Regions from separate parts of the Triticum aestivum genome. Here all the other regions are linked to region 3. The links are chromatin contacts, called in public Hi-C maps. All regions are on one chromosome and are shown on one strand. Each heading gives the region's core, a stretch centred on a gene start, on an enhancer-like site or on the middle of the called end of the contact. The rest is flanking DNA. Distances are from core to core; before and after follow the strand shown.

Region 1 (4,034 bases), core at 166-2,665, 260 kb before region 3:
AAAATATGCTTTATAAAACCAAAACATAATTTTATTTATCTATTTATTTTGCATCAAGATTTGTCTAGTATGATCGTCTTGTTATTTCTATGTGTCGCCGTACTGCAAACTCTATTGCGCATGAACTAACCAAATTAGGTCGTCTTTGTTTACCGAAAGAATGTATTGAGTGGAACTCTATCATGCCGGCTCAAGTGGTTGTTTGTGTCTCGGGTGATTTACCCGAGCACCATTAGTTATAAAGCTTAGGTTTACCCTAAAAAAAGTATTTGCCCCCGGGTAATACACATGCACATGCTTAGTATAGCTAAATAAATGGTTGTCATCAGTTTCATAAACTGAAACAATTTATGAATCCCCTAAAACTTGATGGACAAGCTTGTCATTAAAGGAGAGCATCATGGAGCTTCTAGAATGCTAAGACACATGACCCATACGCCTCAAGGGGTTTATGCGCCTGCCCCCCTAAACCAAGTCTAGGTCATGTGGCTTTATATTGGGTTAAAAAATCACCCTCGTATTTTTTCTAAAAAAATCCACAATTCCAAAATATATGTTTGCCTCGAGAAATAAACGCTAAAATCATAAACGAACATTGAATGTTTTTATATATACATCAGTATAAATAAATATAAAATTCTCATAAAGTTATCAGATGGTGACATTTAAACTTAAGTTATGGGTGCTTTAAGCATGTATCGCTTATCACCATAGCCACCATCTCCTCCTCCTGGAACTCATCAATCTGTTGTAGCCACCAACAGCATCAAGCTCAAGCCTAGGCAACGTTATGCCTCGATCAAGCATTTGTCCATGTCGGATTTGAATTAACCCCATGTCGCCCTCCGCCCACCAGCCATCTCCTCTGAATCGACTGCGGCGGAAAGTGGGCGCTCAATCCTTTAAGACTAATAACCGAACATTTTCGGCTAGATTTTTTTCGAGGAAAGTGTGTGTTTTATTCCTCGGTAATAGAATTACAGTCTGCTAATGCATCTTCAACTACACTCTCAGATACATGGCGCAACCAACAAGCGGTGCTACCACCAAAACGACCAATATTAGCAAGACTATGAGCAACTCTATTTTGATGACACTCGATTCACGGAGATGATTATAGTTTTGTTTTAGTCTTGCTTTTCCTAATTAGCCAGGCATTCAATTTTATAAAAAGCTGTGATTTTAGTTTTTCGTGCAATAAACGTTTTCTTTGAGCAAACATGAGCATTATCAGGTCGAAAAGGAAAAATAAAGCATTATCTGCAGGCCGGGGAGCGAATATATAGCTACAGTAAACGAATGGCTATCATGAGTTGCACACCAAAACAATTTGTCAATCCCCTGCAAGAATTCTCCTTTCCCAATACAGTTGACCCTGATCCATTTGGGAAAGCCGTAGCTTTCAGGGCAGCGATCCCGGGCAGCACCAACCTCCCTCTTCGGGCCGCTTCCAACATCACGGCGAGGAGCTTCCCCACGCCCCCCACTTTCCCACTGCCACGGCCGGTGCCTCCCCATGGACCCCCCGTGGTCCCGGTCCACGAGGCATCCACCCATATAACCAGAAACAAACAGCCTTCCCGCACACTGTCACACCAGCTCCGGAGTTCCCTTGCCTCCACGGCGCGGCGCGGCCTCCCCCTTCCGCCCCTGTCTCCGTCGCCTCTCCTCTCCCGCCGTCTCCGCCTTACGGGCGCGTACGAGCTCGAATCGCCGCCGGACGGACCAGGAGCGCTCGCGCGCGGACGCGAGGTCATGGAGCCCGACGACGAGCGGGGGCGGGCGCCGCAGCGCAAGGGGATATCCTACAGCCAGCCGCTCGCGCGGGACGCGGTGGCGCAGGCGGCGTACGCGCGCCACGCCGCGCTCAGCTCGCACAGCCTTGACGACGACCCCATCGCCTCCGCCTCGGCGCACCGCCACGACCCCGCGCGCAGCGTGTCGTGTCCCCACCAGCTCCCGCCTCACCACCACCACAGCCGCGGCGGCGAGTCCATGTACTTACACGCCGCCTCCTTCGGCGGCGGCGGCGCGGTGACGCTGGAGCGGGCCGTGGCGACGTCGGAGCACGGGGGCAGGGGTGCGCTGCCGGAGTTCGTTGGCGCGGGCGGGGGCGAGGGCATCTTCCGCGTGCCGCTGCGCGCGGCCATGCACCCTGGCCGCCCGCCGGCGCTCGAGGTGCGGCCCCATCCGCCGCGGGAGACGCAGGTGTGCTCCTTCCTGCGGACGCTCGCGTGCGAGCCGCAGCTTCGCCAGCTGTGGGCGGGGGCCGAGTCCGGGGTTCGGGTGTGGGGCCTCGACGAGCTGTTCGCCGGGAGCGTCGTGGGGGCGCGCCGGGGAGACGAGGAGACCGCGCCGTTCACGGAATCCGTGCCCGCGCCGCCAGCGCTCTGCGTCGCGGTGGACAGCGCGAACAAGCTCGTGTGGACGGGCCACAAGGATGGGAGGATCCGGTCGTGGCGCATGGACCTCGCCACGGCGCCGGCAGGTGCAGCAGATGGTGGCGAGAATGCGCCCATGTTCAAGGAGGCCCTGTCGTGGCAGGCGCACAGCCGCACCCCGGTGCTCTCCATGGTTGTCACATCATACGGTGAGAAGCTCGCTTCCTTGATCACCCAATTTTGGTTTTCATTGACTGCTTCGAGCAAAAGCAAATTGTATACTGGATATGAGCTATGAGCATAATCCGGCAATGGCACTCTGCTGAAAGGCGTGATGATAACTGGAAATGTTCAATTTAGCCGATTTTAAGTCATCGCGAAATGCTAAGATTACCTAATTTTACATCATTGGCAAGTGCTAACTTGGCAATGGCGCTTCTGCCACATTTACACCTTTTTTTACTTTAGGTTGGAGTTTTGGACGGTAGAGTTAGCCTTTCTAAAGAATAAAATTAGCTTTTCCCCATACTGACGGACATCCTGGTTCTAATTTTTTTTCTCATAATTATGTAGCAAACATGTCCAACCACGTTGATATTAATCATCAATCAGGTTATTTACAGAAAAATAAGGCAAGCTTGGTATCACAGCCTGGTTAAGGCGCACCTAGTGCCTCGCTCTTGCTTCAACCTGAGAAAACCAGTGTAATAACAGTGAATAGATAACAGAATTAAGCTGACGAAAGTAAGCCCTTATTACAACTGAAAGCGACAAATTTCACCCAGTCAGTCACTCATTTACCCTCCAGTTCCTCTTCCATCTTCTGTAAAGAACTAGCTTGTGAATGTTCAGCTCTCTCCTAGATAACTGATTCCAATAAGCTAAATCAGTATTCGTTAACTGTAGATTCTTATGTCCATATGTCTTCTGATTTTTGTTGTGCGGGATATGACTCTTGATTGACTACTCTGAAACCTATATATATAGGGAATATTTTAGTATTATTAGTTCATTTGTGCAGTTTATTTCACATCAAAACTAAATTATCAGTTTTCCTTTCTGGCCTCTTCCGACTTGAATCAAGCATTGTCGAGGCATTGATATCTACTCCCTCCGTAAAGAAATATAAGAGTGTTTAGATCACTACTTTAGTGCTCTTATATTTGTTTACAGAGGGAGTAAATCACTAGTCTGCGTTACAAGTTTTGGCATTCATGCACCTCTCTTGTTGCAGATAAGAGGTTATAATCTAAATTTGAACTAAAATGGAGTGAAAATTTATCCCAAATTGATATGTTTCATTTCAATCTCTTGGAAACAGGTGAAATATGGTCAGGCACCGAAGCAGGTGTTATAAAGGCATGGCCCTGGGATGTCATTGCTAAGTCCCTCTCACTAACACCAGAAGAAAAATATATGGCTTCTTGTCTGGTCGAAAATGCGTATATTGACCTTAGGAACTATGTCACAGTTGGTAACATGTTCTCTTTGCCCACTACTGATGTGAAACACATGCTTGCGGACCATTGTCGAGCGAAAGTTTGGAGTCTAACTAGCATGACGTTTGCTCTTTGGTACGATTCTAAATATAAATGCCATCACATCAGTTTCTCAACTACATTATCTCATGGCCGATTGGAACTAATTGTTTGA
Region 2 (4,200 bases), core at 1,127-3,626, 200 kb before region 3:
CGCGCAGCTTGTGATCCTTCTTCGGCCTCAGGAACAGTGCAAAGATCTATAGCACACCAAAAATGTGGTTAGTAAGCTCCCCGCTAGGCAACTGTCATTGCAAACTGTGGTGCACAAAAATGCTCCAAACTGTGGTGCACAATAATAGAGAGAGGAATTGGGAATGTGAAGATCATATACCTGAACGGTACCAAGAGCAAATACAGCGATCCCGATGTTCCTGTGAAGCGAGTAGGTGATTCCCTTGGACAGATTTCCTAGATGAATACCGGTGGCCCAGCCAGATACTCCCACAGCATACCCAATCAGCTGGCAAGCAACGTGAAGGTAGAACCAAGCAGGGTCGGCTGATTTGAATGTCTTGAGGTATCTAGCAACTATGGCTCCCATTGGGAGAAGAATCCCCCAGCTAACAGCATTCAGAATTCCATGGGTCTGCAGAAGAAGAAAAAACAGGGGTAAGAATTGACAATCTTTTGATAAAAAATTAGTACTCAATCACGGTAACTTCAGTATCCTCTGTTTATATGTATGTATGTGTATCAATGTATCCTCTGTTTTATACTCCCTCCGTCTGGAAATACTTGTCATCAAAATGAATAAAAGGGGGTGTATCTAGATGTATCTTAGTTCTAGATACATCCCCTTTTGTCCATTTTGATGACAAGTATTTTCGAACGGAGGGAGTATGTATGTATGTGTATCAATAGGGACTAGTGGATTTATTTTTACCAGCCTAAGGGCTAAGGCTGGGGAGAGAACTTCAATGTCAATGCCATGAATGAACATGCAGATGTAGCTATCAACAATTAGACTGATCAAAACATCAAAGTCCACCAAGGCAGGAAGAAATCTAGCCAGGCAAGAAAAGTTCAACCCCAGTGTATAAAATTTCAAAGTGCATGGAACAGAAGAAACCATGTGGCATGTGACACACAGAGTCAACGTACCAGGAGCGGATGTATCTTCAGATCGGAGTCAACTCATACCAACAAGTACACTAGTTAATTAGGCATCTGCATGTGCGATTTCACATGGCAACAGACACAGTTTTCTTATGAGGTGTCCGTTAGGAGCACACAAAATTGATGGTATTTCCATGTTCTTGCCACTACACCAGCGTAGTGCAAAACCGATTCATGTGGTTTACTCCTGTTTAAGCATTGCAGTAAACCGCTTCGACAGCTACAGTTACTCGCTCGTGCTCCCTCCGTCCGGAAATACTTGTCCTCGAAATGTTTGCATTTAGACTTATTTTAGTTATAGATACATCCATTTTATCAATTTCTAGGACAAGTATTTCCGGACGGAGGGAGTAGAAAAGTTGAAAATAAAAATAAGATTATAGCTTATGTTAAAAGGTGAAAATTGTCCCCGTTACTTTGCCAGAAACTGCGAGCTTCACAGAGTTTTTTACTCCCCATATTTTGATCATACTGTTGTTTCTGTAGTGAATGTCTCTTGTCGTACAATTTTAGTTTGCGTTACGATTGCCAAACTGAAGCCAAAGTATATAATAAAGCATTTGAAAGGAACGAAAAACTTGCTTATAAAGGCATAAATGTGGAATCAAATCAATAAATTCTGGGTAGAATGCTCACGTTTTTCTTCCTGAGGATGCTGCCTCCGCTGACGGCGGTGGTCGCCCCCGTGACGAGGTTGAGCTTCCCCTTGGCCCCCATGTTGGCAGCGGCCATGGCGTGTATGCCGATGCTCCCGCTCGACGCTGGGCCCACCTGCCAGACCTGGTTCACCTCCCCGGTGCCGTTCTGGAGCGCGAGCTTCCCGAACATCTGGACGCGGCCGTCGGCGCCGACCTCGGCGGCGAGGTCGGACGTCTTGTAGGCGATGCGGCCCGGCGATCCGAGCGAGGTGCCCTGGATGTCGAACGTCTGGACGCCGTACGCGCCGCCGCCGCCCGTGGGCGAGGCGACGAGCGCCTGCGTGCCGCTCATGCCGTCGCCGGTGGGGTTGAGCCCCCAGGCGACCCAGCCGCCGGCCGAGGGCGGCGCGGCGACGAACGCCACGGACAGGGAGGACGCCGCTGGGTCGTAGGTCCAGTGCACGGACGCGCCCAGGGTGGGCAGGTCGGTGCAGGCCGCGTACACGCGGTTCTTGGAGAACTTCTCCGCCGTGCACGCCCCCGCCGCGCCCACGCGCGCCGGCGCCGCGGCCACCAGCGCCGCCGCCGCCAGCAGCGCAAGAACCCGCATGACGGACATGGCCGCTGGCGTCAGAGGACGGGGGATCTCTTCTCCGGTGCCGAGGAATTAATGGGGGTTCAGGCGGGAGGAGACTGGTGGGTGGTGTGTGGGGAAAGAGAAAGGCCTGAGCTTTCTTTCGGGTTGAGAGTCGGGGAGGAAGCAGAGCGTGTGGGAAGCAGGGGAGGAGGTGGCGCGGTTAATAAAGGAGGAGGCGGGGGAGGGGGGCGGTGAGGGTGGGGTGGACTTGGGACGGGAAGGCGGACATGTGGGCGCGTATGATTGGGCGGGGGTTGACGCGGTCTGGGGGCTTTTAGGAAAGGCTAAACACGTTCCGTTTTTACGTCCGTTCCTTGCCGTTTTTGCGCGGCGACTTGCCCAGTTTACTACTCCCTACTTGAACCGTAACGTACGGAAAGATGATCTACTATACTAGTACTAGTAGGAGTAGTTAGGTTCATGGATTTGGTGCATACATTTGATGTCATGACAAATTCCTGCACGACGATGTAGATTCAGGGCTGGCAAGTGCTCCGCTAATTAAGCACAAACACTAATTTGTATCCCTCTGCTGATCTTGTCCTCTCAGCATCTCCACTTAAACGTAGCCTCAATTTTCACTACTCTATGGAATATTTGGAAGTCTAGAGATCATTTTCTTTTCAAAAAGAAAATGTGTACGCCGTTGCATGTATTACTTCCATTCCTAAATATATGTCACTGCCACAACGACATATATTTAGGAACGAAGGTAGTAGTTTATGCCACGAGAGCCACATCAAATGCACGTTCAATGTACCCGCAAAGAAAATGCAGGTTTAATGAAGAATTCTGAAGAAGATAGCGCGACTTCAACAATGTCTCATCCTACGTTACCATGCAATAATACATCTTTGCAATCCACATGCTTCTTGGCTTACGTTGAGGCCTTTAATCCTACGGTGGCAGGAAACGAAGCTTCATAAGAGATGAAGAGAATGACCACTCAATATTCATTCAAACAATGGCCTTGAATGTTTCCCCCCCCCCCCCCTCTATTTTGCAGGTAGAAGCTATGGGTTTAACTCCTAGCTGCTTCGATAGTTAAAGTTTGGGATGGGACTCGCATTCTTTCCATTCCTATTGCAAGATATTGGTTGATGCCGCTGAAGCAAATAATTTACTTGAAAGACCAAGACATTGGAGGACGAGACCTTTACTTGCAAATTTCTTTAATATTGCTTATTATTGCCTCAACTCTTAAAAGGTTGTCACCCATGTTCCTAGGAGCAAACAATCTTATTGCTAATTCTTTGGCCAAAAAGGCTTTCTTGCATAGACCTTCCTCTTGTTGCTCTTTCTTGTGCAGTTAAGCCTCCACATGTAATCTCAAATGGCCTATGAAGCCATTTCTTTCCTTCAGGAAAAACTTTTGTCTGTACACTGTGTGGGATGATAAGTTAATAAATTCTAGCCCACCTTTTGCCAAAAAAACGCAGACACAAATATCGATATGAAAGTTTAACCTTTTGAAGATGAAGTCGAAGAGGAAGTCAATGATCATCATGCTAAGGCAGCTAATCTTTGAAGAGGTTTCAAAGAGAGTTTGAGTATTTCGGTTAATAGCACAAGCTTCTTTGACTTGCATTCCCTCCTACACAAATTTGATGAAACATAAATTTTGGAGGCCCCTTTCATCAAAGAGGAAATTCTGGAGGTAGTAAATCATTTCCTAGCAGAAAAATCTCCATATCTACATGGATTTAACTATGCCTTCCTCAAAGCTTGCTGGCATATACTTGCAGAGGACATTTTCAAGCTAAATCAGATTTCTATGAGGGGATAATGAACCGGAGAAATGTCAATTCATCTTCATTACTCTCATTCCCAAAATGGGCAATCCCATCCTCTCCAAAGGTTTCAGACATATTTCACTTCTGAACTGTCCCATCAAGATAATCACAAAACTTTTGGACAACATATTACAAAGAATCATTCTTAAATTGGTTCGTATCAACCA
Region 3 (4,109 bases), core at 858-3,357:
ATTTTACACCCTGCGTGCTGACTGATTCAAACCAGAAACAATTCGTCCGAAGCAACGTAGAACCCACTCCACTCTGTAGTGTCAGTTCTACGCGCATGTGGATTAAGGATGTCAATTTTACTCATGGGTACGGGTACCCACGGGTACCGTACCCGCATGGGTAGGGTATGGGCACACTTTTATACTCATGGATATTACCCATACCCTACCCCTTAAGTCATGGATAGGGTACAGGTATAGCCTTGTACCCGTGGGTATACCCATACCCTGCCCGCTTTCAAAAATAATGTTAAGTTGTTGTCAGTTAATCATTAATTTGTCAAGTGACTCGTCTACTCCTATTGACTTATGAATATGTTGTGATTTCTAAATTTTGATAGTAGTCTTGTACCCATCTACTTGTTATTGAGCTAAGATATTTGGATTTTTGTCAAATTTCCTATGAATGAATGTAAAATTATGAACAACTTATGTACTATTTGTTCTATTCGTTGGGTACCCAATGAGTATGGGTACCCGTCGGGTATGGGTATGGGTGAAGTTTTATACCCGTGGGTACGGGTATGGGTAGAATTTTGTACCCACTGGCTAGACGGGTGTGAGTATGGTATTGCTCTACCCTGCCCATACCCTACCCATTGTCATCCTTAATGTGGATCGTATAATTGCATCACATAGAGTTCTGAACTGTCACAGCGTGCGTCATCCTAAACGATCTGATACATAACTACATCGTCCGAAGTTGAAAACTGTCACCGCATTCGTCATGGGCGTAATTAAGGAAGGATCATGCATCATCTAACTGTCACAGCATTCGTCATCTGCATGGTGATCGACGGACGGGTCAACCTTCAAAGTCCAAACGTGCGTGCAGGCGCAGCGCTGGGCATGCACGCATCCATGTGCCGCTGCCCCTGGCACGCCGAGATAAATGCAGAGATATACCATATGATATCCACATGATCATCCCTCCCGGCCAAGAAAAAGATATCCAAATGACGGGGACAAGACCTCAGTTCCGTCAACGAGGATAACTTCATATCGCCCGAGCAGTGGCACCAACTCTAGTAACCTTGCATCTTTGTAGAAGTGTTTCCTAAGCTAACCATTGCATGCTAGGTTTACTGTTTCTTTTTAATATCGCCGTCCCTTGTGGGCACGGTCACTAGGCCACAGGAACGTAACATGCACGAGGCATTCAACCAACCAACCAGCCGGTCCATGAGCGTGGAATAGTAGTTCTTTGATCCATGCCGGAAGATATTTCACACGCATTTAACGTACTTGCCGTGAAAGATGAAAAATGATCAGTCCACATGCAACGCAAAACTTGCAATGAAATGAGCCCACCCTCCCTCTTTGGGATTGCCTGCGTTTCTTGGGAAGTTCGGCCAGCTCCCATATGGAGATATCTGTGACCATTGATTGGTTATCTTCTTTCTTTCTTTTAGGTGGCTCTGGTGGTGCGGTGTAGTGCTGCGACTGGTCCGGCTCCGAAAGCTGTCACGTGCATGGTTGCCCGGCGTGCCGTCGACCGCGCCAAACTCGCGCCTCTTCTGCGTTGCCTCCTTCCTCGTTTGGCACAACGGGAATATATCGTGGCCGCGTCCGTGTGGCGCCTTCTGCGCCGAGGCATCGTCTTGTCTGGCTTCAATGGCCTTCCCCTTTCGCGCCAATTCAGTGCGAGTTATCGGTAGCACAAAATACTATACAGACCATGCGTAATAACACTATTACAGTAGTACACTAGTACTCAGTATTTACGTCTTCAGAAATTTCGAGCTGGGCAAGTTCACCGGGTGGCCTGTGCCCAGAAACCCATCTGCATACACTCACCATCTTTGATGGATTCCGTTTGAAACCCCGCCGGACATCCGTGGCCAGCACGCGCACACCAAACTCACAGGAGTCGCAACTCATTTCAACCCATTTTTAATCGCCGACATTCACTGCACTGACCTAGAAAGGTTTCATTAGTCATTACACGTAACCAAATCCAGACCTAGCAACGAGAGAAAACACACATTTAACCACAAACCCACCTAAAATCTTCGAAAATTACGCATAGCCCCACCTCCCCTGTTATAAAACCTCACCCTCACCCGTCCTCACCCCTCCTCACTGACACTCCAAGCACTCGCACGCTCCAAGGCCTCACTCACTCACCAGTGACACCCCGAATCTCGGCGTATGGCCTCCACGATGCCGCACCGCATCGCGCTGCTCCTGCTCCTCCTGGCGTCCACGCGCGCGGCGACCGCGGCCGGCGCCGGCGCCTGCGCGGCCGAGAAGTTCCCGGCGGGGAAGACGTACGCCAAGTGCGAGGACCTCCCGCAGCTGGGCGCCGCGCTGCACTGGACCTACGACGAGGCCAAGTCATCGCTCTCGCTGGCCTTCGTGGCGGCGCCGGCGGGTACCAACGGGTGGGTGGCCTGGGCCCTCAACCCCACGGGCGAGGGCATGGCCGGCGCGCAGGCGCTCGTGGCGCTCAAGGGCTCCGGCTCCGCCGCGCCCACCGTCAGGACGTACAACATCACCGGCTACGTGCCGCTCGGCAAGGCCTCCACGCCCATCGCGTTCCCGGCCACCGACCTCGCCGCCGACTCCGGCAGCGGCGGCAAGATCCGGCTCTACGGCAAGCTGCAGCTGCACAGCGGGATGAAGGCGGTGAACCACATATGGCAGGTCGGCACCTCCGTCACCGCCGGGGCCCCCGACAAGCACGCTTTCGCCGCCGGCAACCTCGCCTCCAAGTCCAAGCTCGTCCTCTCGGGCAAAGCGGCCTCCGCGACCTCGCCTTCGCCGGCGCCCGCCCCCATGGCCGGTGGGCCGTCCGGATCGGCCGGCAGCGACGGCGGCGCGTCGGCGACCACGGCGCCTTCCGCCGGCAAGTCCCCGTCGGGCGCGGCCGCGGTCGGCGTGTCGGCGCCGGCACTCCTTGTGCTCGCGTTGATGGGACTCCTCGCGGTAGTATGATGGCATTCCCTGGCGGTAGCACGAATGAATGAGTACGTACTATAATTAGTGGAGGTGGCAGTGGGCATGGGGAGGAAGCATTTCTCGAACAATATATTGTTCCATTTTTGTCGATCGATCTTGCTATGCTGCCTATTCTTTTTCCTAATTTCGTTTGAAATAAAAGATGGTTTGCGTACTAATTATCATTATCGAGCTGTTGTTTTTAGGTAGAAGTACGTAGTACGTAGTAACGTAGTACTGCTAGCAGTCGGTGATTATTGTAGTACTATTGTGGTCGACATGTCACTGAATTTATCTATGACTAATATAATATAATTTTTATTATCAGAGGCGCAAGTGTTTGGTAGTGCAAGTAGTATCTCTTGCATTCTGTGCAGTGCAGTTGCCCGATCTGGCCTAGTGACACACGCTGATTCGATTTATTTAAAGCCCGGGCACCGAGCGAGAAGCACCAGCGTCAAACTAGGGTCCCTGTCATTCGCGAGATTTTGAAATATAGTAACGCAAAATTCACGGATTAGAGTGTCACGGACACTTATTGTGTGTGAATAAAAACACATGATTTGTTGGGTTTGATGGGAAATGCAGTATGAAGTACAAATGAATTTTTATGGTTTGCAATTTCTACTAATCGAACAACACACCTAGAAAAAAAACATAAGGATTTGAATCCTCCAAATTTTTCAATAATTCTGAATCAAAAAGGCCTTTGCCTTTTTCCCGCGAAAAATAGGCCTTTACCCTTCATTTTTTTTGAAGGGCATCACTTTCATTACACGTTTGATTTATTTTTTAGTCATGAACACTGAGCAAGGAGGCAGTTGTGTCCCACATTGGCAGGTCATCAACAGGGAATACTGCCTCTTCATGTGCTCATGCCAGTTTGTTAATGCTCCTGAGCCGGTCAGTGAGTCCAGCCCGAGACCCCGGGTAGATATTTTGTTGACGCTCTCCTGCCAACGAGTAAACGCACAACTTGGTTTTTCTTTTTACCGACACAAGCCCGACTACTTGGGTCAGTCTTCATTGCTCTTGTTACCTAAAAAAATACTCCGTAAACAACTGGTAGCTTCGTAGCTCCGTAAACTATAGTTAGGACTTAGGAGTACTTACTATGTAAACAACTCATG

Evidence for each region. Hi-C and Micro-C count contacts between places; a contact is called where the count stands out from the background.
Region 1: a Hi-C map of leaf shows a contact between it and region 3, with 4 times the contacts expected there. The contact joins the promoter of LOC123155975 here to the promoter of LOC123160129 in region 3. A contact is called at or near these places in 3 of 5 Hi-C or Micro-C datasets (all in leaf).
Region 2: a Hi-C map of leaf shows a contact between it and region 3, with 4 times the contacts expected there. The contact joins the promoter of LOC123157477 here to the promoter of LOC123160129 in region 3. A contact is called at or near these places in 4 of 5 Hi-C or Micro-C datasets (leaf and root).

Annotation. Positions count from the first base shown.
Region 1 is chr7B:215,820,177-215,824,210 of IWGSC CS RefSeq v2.1, forward strand. LOC123155975 (type II inositol polyphosphate 5-phosphatase 15) reads left to right here and starts at 1,416. Exons shown (of 10, transcript XM_044574147.1): 1 at 1,416-2,590; 2 at 3,703-3,955. The coding sequence starts at 1,756.
Region 2 is chr7B:215,879,028-215,883,227 of IWGSC CS RefSeq v2.1, forward strand. It overlaps LOC123157477 (cytochrome b561 and DOMON domain-containing protein At4g12980), which reads right to left and starts at 2,377. Exons shown (of 3, transcript XM_044575774.1): 1 at 1,602-2,377; 2 at 181-435; 3 at 1-46. The coding sequence starts at 2,222.
Region 3 is chr7B:216,075,056-216,079,164 of IWGSC CS RefSeq v2.1, forward strand. It overlaps LOC123160129 (auxin-induced in root cultures protein 12), which reads left to right and starts at 2,108. Exons shown (of 1, transcript XM_044577946.1): 1 at 2,108-3,306. The coding sequence starts at 2,191. The coding sequence ends at 2,976.